Linked DNA regions of Rattus norvegicus: region 1 is linked to region 2. Evidence: chromatin contacts called from public Hi-C data. All regions are on one chromosome and are shown on one strand. The core of a region is the stretch at or near the end of the contact, and the rest is flanking DNA. Distances in the headings are between cores, read along the strand shown.

Region 1 (2,705 bases), core at 127-2,626, 120 kb before region 2:
ATAAAGACTTTTCTTGATGCATCCTTTTTTCAAGGACCTATGTTTCTACCTTAGTGAAAATCAAAGCATCCTAGACATGGGGTGGGAGTGGGGGGTTTAAGAGCTTCAATGTGAACACAGTTAACGCTAAAGTTTTTCTTAATCTCAGGCTTTCAGCGCCCACTATAAGACTCTAGTTTTATTTTCAAAGTTGCCCAAACAGGGTAAATAATCGCCTCAGCAGCATGACTTCAATAGCTGATTTCCAATTCCAGGAATTCTTTCTTACAGAAATGCACAACTAGAACGGAAAAACAACGACCTTCAATGCTAATAGTTACGTTTCGGATTTTTTTTTTAAACTTAAATACGGTGGTTTATCCTATTGATTCTCTGACTAAAAGTTCAGTCTCCAAAGAGTCAGAAGTTTTGGTAGTATCCTAGAGCTGAAAAGAAGAAAAAAAAAATGCTCAAATTCTGAGGCCCGGTAAAAGCAAAGCGCCCAATAGTCCTGAACTAGGGGTGGGATGTCGGAGCGTTCTCCAGAGGCCTCCCCACCACAAGACATCTTTAGGGAGGCTGTAAAAATCTACTTGGCCCACGTTCCTTCACGGGGTTCCTCCGCCCGTACAGCCACGTTTCTGGTTCACAGGACCAGACACCGGTTGGCGAGAAGGCGCAGGAAATATCCAGCGGGCCGTGGCGACGTTGTCCAGATACTTCCCGCGCAAGAACGGGAAAGGGGGGGTGGGGTGATAGCCCGGGGCCTAGACCACTCCTATCACTGGACATAGCTACGGCGAATTCTTGGGGAAAGCAAGGTGCGGGGCCAATCACCTGAAGTGTATGTGTGAATCCCGAACTAGGGTCCCACGCCGGGCTCCTTAATGGCAACGATGAGACTCGGAACACCAACACCGGACGGCGAAGCTCCTCAGCGTGCGCTTCGCCCAACCCAGCGCGCATGCGGACCCACCTCTCACTGCGCAAGCGCCGACGGAAAAGGTCCTTCGTTACCACTAACCATAGAGTCTCAGTCCTCCTAATATGGGCGGTTTGAACCACAGGGCGAGCTGAAAAGTAACTTTCCTTGGTATTTATAGACTTTGCGGAGGGAGTTTGCTAGGCTTAAAGAAGAGGTAATGTTCTATTTCTTGCTCCAGGATGATTACTTTAAGTTTTACTCAATCAAGAGATGGCGCTGTGACGAAAGATGGAAAGCTGAGGAAGAGGAGGAGCGTGATCTTCTCCGGACCCATCACTCAGCACTCGCTGAGTGCGGGCCACTCGCCGGAGGGAGGGGCAGTGAAGAGACCCGGAATTCCGGGACTGTGCTCTCTTCCACATCCGGGCATTCCTAAAGGCCCGCCCTCTCCTCTGTCCTCTGGCAACAGGAAGCGGAAGTGGGAACCGGTTTCCTGGTTGCCTCTTAGCAACGCACGGGGTCAAGTGACACCGTCAGCTGACTCGGGTGAAGGAAGGCTCTGTGGTAACAGTTCTGGAGGTGTTGCGGTCCCGATTGTCCCACTGGGGACCCGAGCCGAGTCACCGTCAGAATGTCGGGCAAAGACCGGATTGAAATCTTCCCTTCGCGAATGTAAGTTAAAGAATAGAACAAGTGACACCACGTTCAGGCACATCTTCCCGGAGCGCATTCCTGCGCACTCTTGGCCACCAGCGGGGTTTCTTGTTTTCTGGGCCGACCTGAGCTTCCCCAGGGTCTTCCCCTGAGTTCCGATTGAGGCTTCTTTACAGCCCCCTTCACCTATTCCCCCTGAGAGAAGAGGCTGGAGAAAGTGTTTCCAGTCCAAAGGAAAAGGGGATCCCCTGCTGGCTCTTTTTGGAGGTCGATGTCTTTACTCATTCATTCCACACACCTTCTGAGCCATTCGCGGAGTTTACATAACCGAGCGGTCGCCATCTCTGCCTCACAGGGCTCATCAGTGCTGAGGGATGAGACGTAGAAGCTAAGATGGTCTGACCAAAGCTCTCAGACGGGGAAGTTAAGTGATGGGAAGCAAGTAGAAGGTCTCTAAGCCAAAGTGACATCGAATGTGTCATCCTCTCGAAGCTGTAGGTTTCAGTCTTGGATCCCATCACATGTTACCTGCTGTAGGAAGATATTCCTGCATTTCTGAGGTATTCCTACAGCCTTGTGATGACTGCTCTCTTCTACCCTAGCAATGTCACTCATGACACTGTCACACGGATATTTATTTGGGCTGTCTCCTGGAAGAAGGAGGCATCTTTTTAATGCATAAAAGGTCCACAGAAAATTGTTCCCTTTGCCTTGGGATGTGCTCAGTTGCAGGCTGCCTTTCTGCTTCGGCCTAACATCTTTGTTAGGAGAAATAACATTTGTAAATGAAAATTTGAAGTTTTCTCAAATACATATAATAACTCGTGGAAAGTAGAGATTATTCTTATTTATGTTGTCATCTTCAGTTGTCCCTGAAGAAGGAAATCAGATTTTACTCTGATATTTTGGGGACGGTTTAGGGTTTTGTGTATGTGCGCGAGCGTGTGTGTGTGTGTGTGTGTGTGTGTGTGTGTGTGTGTGTGCGTGCGCGCGCGCGTGCGCGTACGCATGATACTGTATTGTTTTCCTTATCCTATGTTTTTTTTTTCTCACAGATCTGACAACTCTTAGTTATATTTAAACCCCAGAGTGAATTTCTGTCTCTGCCAGGGTGTATGTAGTTCTGAATGAATGAAAGGATTTAATT
Region 2 (3,123 bases), core at 181-2,680:
CATACATTACAGGAGAAACCTCGACAGAAGAGAAGACTGAACAGTGGGCTCGGAATTCTGGTTTACAAAGTATCTTAAAGAACAGAAGGATTGTAGACAGGACAAGACAGAAAGCAGATTTGGCTTTTGGCTTACATGGGTGGGGAACTACGTATGGGTAGTGAGTCTGAGATTTTTAATCAGATCACAATACAGTAGGCTAGATGGAGGACTCAGCAGTAAAGACTTTAAACTGCTCTTGTAGAGGAACCAAGTTATGTTACCAGCACCCACAATAGCTGGGATGGGGCGTGGGGGTGGGGTGTGTGTCCCCAAGAGTCTGCCTGTACCGCTAGTTCTAGGGAAATTCAATGCTTTGAGCTTCCACTGGCACATGCACTTACATGTCAATACCCTGCCCCTATGCACATATAAATAAAGATAAATCACAATTCAGAAGACAATATGCATCGCTAAGCCACAGTACCACTTTGGATCACCCTTAAGGAGAATTATCTTAAATCTCTCATCTATTTTAACATTCTAAAAAAAATTTATCACTACGAGTCCACCATTATTTGTCAAATTCATGGTGATGACTTTTGGTCATTCATGGCAAATTTACTCAATTTTTAAGAGATTATGAATCTCTTTTTATCTGTCTGTTTTACCTATAAAGCTCTTTAACATTTTAATGTAAGCCTGCTACAACAGTTTAGAATGATCTTTAAGAAATCGTGCCCACAGAAATACTATAAAAACAGCTCATCTTCAAGAAAAGGTAGCTAATTTTCATTCCCACCAATACCTATACTTCAAAGACACCAGCACATCACCTAATTTGTTCCTGTTGCAAAATTTAACAAGTTATTAATTTCTGGATAATTAATTAAAAGGGGTAATTAGAATACTATCATTAAAACATGACAGTGCCTTATTAAAACCTGACATATCTTCCATCTTGTCCGCTAAATCAAAACTTTAGAATTCTTGCTACACTGGCTTTCAGAATTTAAAATTCTTGAAAATCTAAATTAGTCACAGCACGCTAACTTAAAAACCCTTCTAGGTGCTGCATTCATTTTAGAGTAAAGTGTCACGGAAAACTTTTCGACCGAATCTAAATTCCACAACACATTACTGTGTGTCAATCAGCTGGACAGAAGGTGAGAGCTATCCTTAGTAAGTTACGTAATTTACACTAAAGACTTGTTCCAAGCGGCATCCATTGAAAGTACCTTGCAAGCATTTACAGACTTCAAAGTTCAACGGACAACCTCCGTCTAAGTTCTGAGAAAGCACTACGACGCCGGCTTTACTTTAGCAGCGGTCACAAGGAAGCAGGAACTGTTTATCTGAAGAACGCAATGAGTAGCAGAACACCAGGAGCTGACTCAGTCACAGGAACGCTGGCTGCATTCCGTCTTCCATGGGAAAGTGTTTCCCAGGCTGGTTCTCTGATCCAGTCAGGGGTGGGGTGAGGGAGAGTCCCCGGGACCCGCGAACTCCGGGCCTGGGTGCAGCTAGACGACTCCCTGCCGAGGCCCCCGCAAGTCCGGCGGGATGGCCCGCCACCGCGCCAAGGTGCGTCCGCGGCCCAGAGAACCAACCCGTACCACACCAGGAGCGTTCCTCCAAGGGACAAAGGTTGGGCTGGCACCGCGGCGCCCGGCTCAGCCTGGGGTTCCCCAGGGGACCCTCTCCGTGCGGCGCGTCGGGGAGGGGGTGCGAGACCCGCCGCCCCTCCCCCGCCGCGCTCCCAGGAACCTGTTGATAAGATCACCACAGCCCCGCCGCTGCGGGTCCGCCCCTTACCTCCGTGACCCGGCGGCGGCCGATCCGCTCGCTCTTATTCGCTCCTCAGCGCGATCCAAGCCACAACCCTCCGTCCGGCGGCCCTCCGAACACCGGATAAAGAATCCAGAAACTCCCGATTGCCCCCACCTCGGAGCCTTCAGTCCCCGCCCCCTCCCCACCGCCAGCCTCCTCCGTCGCCGCCGTCGCCAGAAACTCCTCCTCGAGGCCGCGCGAGACCAGCCCCCGCGGCTGACGCGAGACCGCGCACGCGCCCCTGGGACTGGGCGCAGCGGGCGCGCCTATCCCAGGCCGTTCCCGGCGCGGCCCGCCCACGGCCGGGAGAGAGGCTGGAACGGATCGCCCAATCCTGAGCGCGTGAGGGGACAGAGCCCGCTGATTGGTCCGCTGTGCCCCCCCCTTCCCGCGCGCTCCGCCGCGCGCACTCCCGCGCCTCAAACTGCGAAGCGCTAGTCCCGACCGCTGAGTCGCTTCGCCCCCTTTGCCCACCTCTCCGCCTCTGTGTGGTCGCCTTGCTTCTCCGAGACTGACTCGGAAGCCGTTAAGGCTGACGGGCCTGGGAAGCAGTCATCTCCTGAGGAAAATCTGACTCCCTTTGAAGAGATTCCTGTTCTGTCAGGCATGTCAAAAACGCTAATACTCCAAACAACCGTGACGCCAACACCTAGGTGTGTATAAAGTACTACACAATTCCCTGATTCCTCAGACGGCTCGTTTCTGAAAACCAGGAAGGTTGTAAAGGGCCACAGTTGTCACAGAGTTCTCTGGAGAGAACGAGAGTTACATAGGCTAGTCCCAACGTGAGTCCATGCTGTCAGGACATACCTATGCCACCATCTGGGAAGGGTGGACCCTGAAAGTGCTATGAAAGTGTGTCCACGAGGAACTGGATTTGGAGCAGAAAGAAATATGTTCTATGCAGAAACCTCTTCTGCTGGACTAAAATATCTCCAACCTGTTGAACTTTCTCCAGGGGCACACGTCCTAGACAACTGTCCTTCAGTGCCTTCCTATATGAAATTAGTCATATATTTGTTCTCTGCTGCCGTGGTTTTAAAGCATGATTCCCAATACACCCAGGCCTTTACTTACCCTTTTCATCTCGTCGGTTGTTAGTGTCCCCAGGGAACACTATGTACTCTGAAGTAAGCACACCATCAGTGCAGGTGCTCAACATCTTTTTGGATCCTACTCTTCCTGGATCATAAACTTCAAATTTTATTAACATTTAAGTACTTCAAGTTATTTCTTAGTATTTAGTAAGACAGAGCCAAGGACAGAACGTTTTTACATACCACTAAAGACCTCTTACCTTTTGTCAAACATTCC

The links. A called contact is a pair of places that touch in the nucleus more often than the background predicts.
Region 1: a Hi-C map of frontal cortex shows a contact between it and region 2, with 2.5 times the contacts expected there. The contact joins the promoter of Atp6v1d here to the enhancer-like site in region 2. A contact is called at or near these places in 2 of 12 Hi-C or Micro-C datasets (frontal cortex and mammary epithelial cells).

Annotation. Positions count from the first base shown.
Region 1 is chr6:103,404,017-103,406,721 of GRCr8, reverse strand. Atp6v1d (ATPase H+ transporting V1 subunit D) reads left to right here and starts at 1,376. Exons shown (of 9, transcript NM_199386.3): 1 at 1,376-1,576. The coding sequence starts at 1,536. It overlaps Eif2s1 (eukaryotic translation initiation factor 2 subunit alpha), which reads right to left and starts at 842. Exons shown (of 8, transcript NM_019356.1): 1 at 817-842.
Region 2 is chr6:103,280,023-103,283,145 of GRCr8, reverse strand. It overlaps the pseudogene LOC108351336. Among named protein-coding and RNA genes, the nearest start is that of Pals1, 46 kb to the left of the region's middle. Within about 2 kb of position 1,430, at least 91 of the 93 cell types and tissues checked have an H3K27ac peak or open chromatin away from gene starts, as enhancers often do.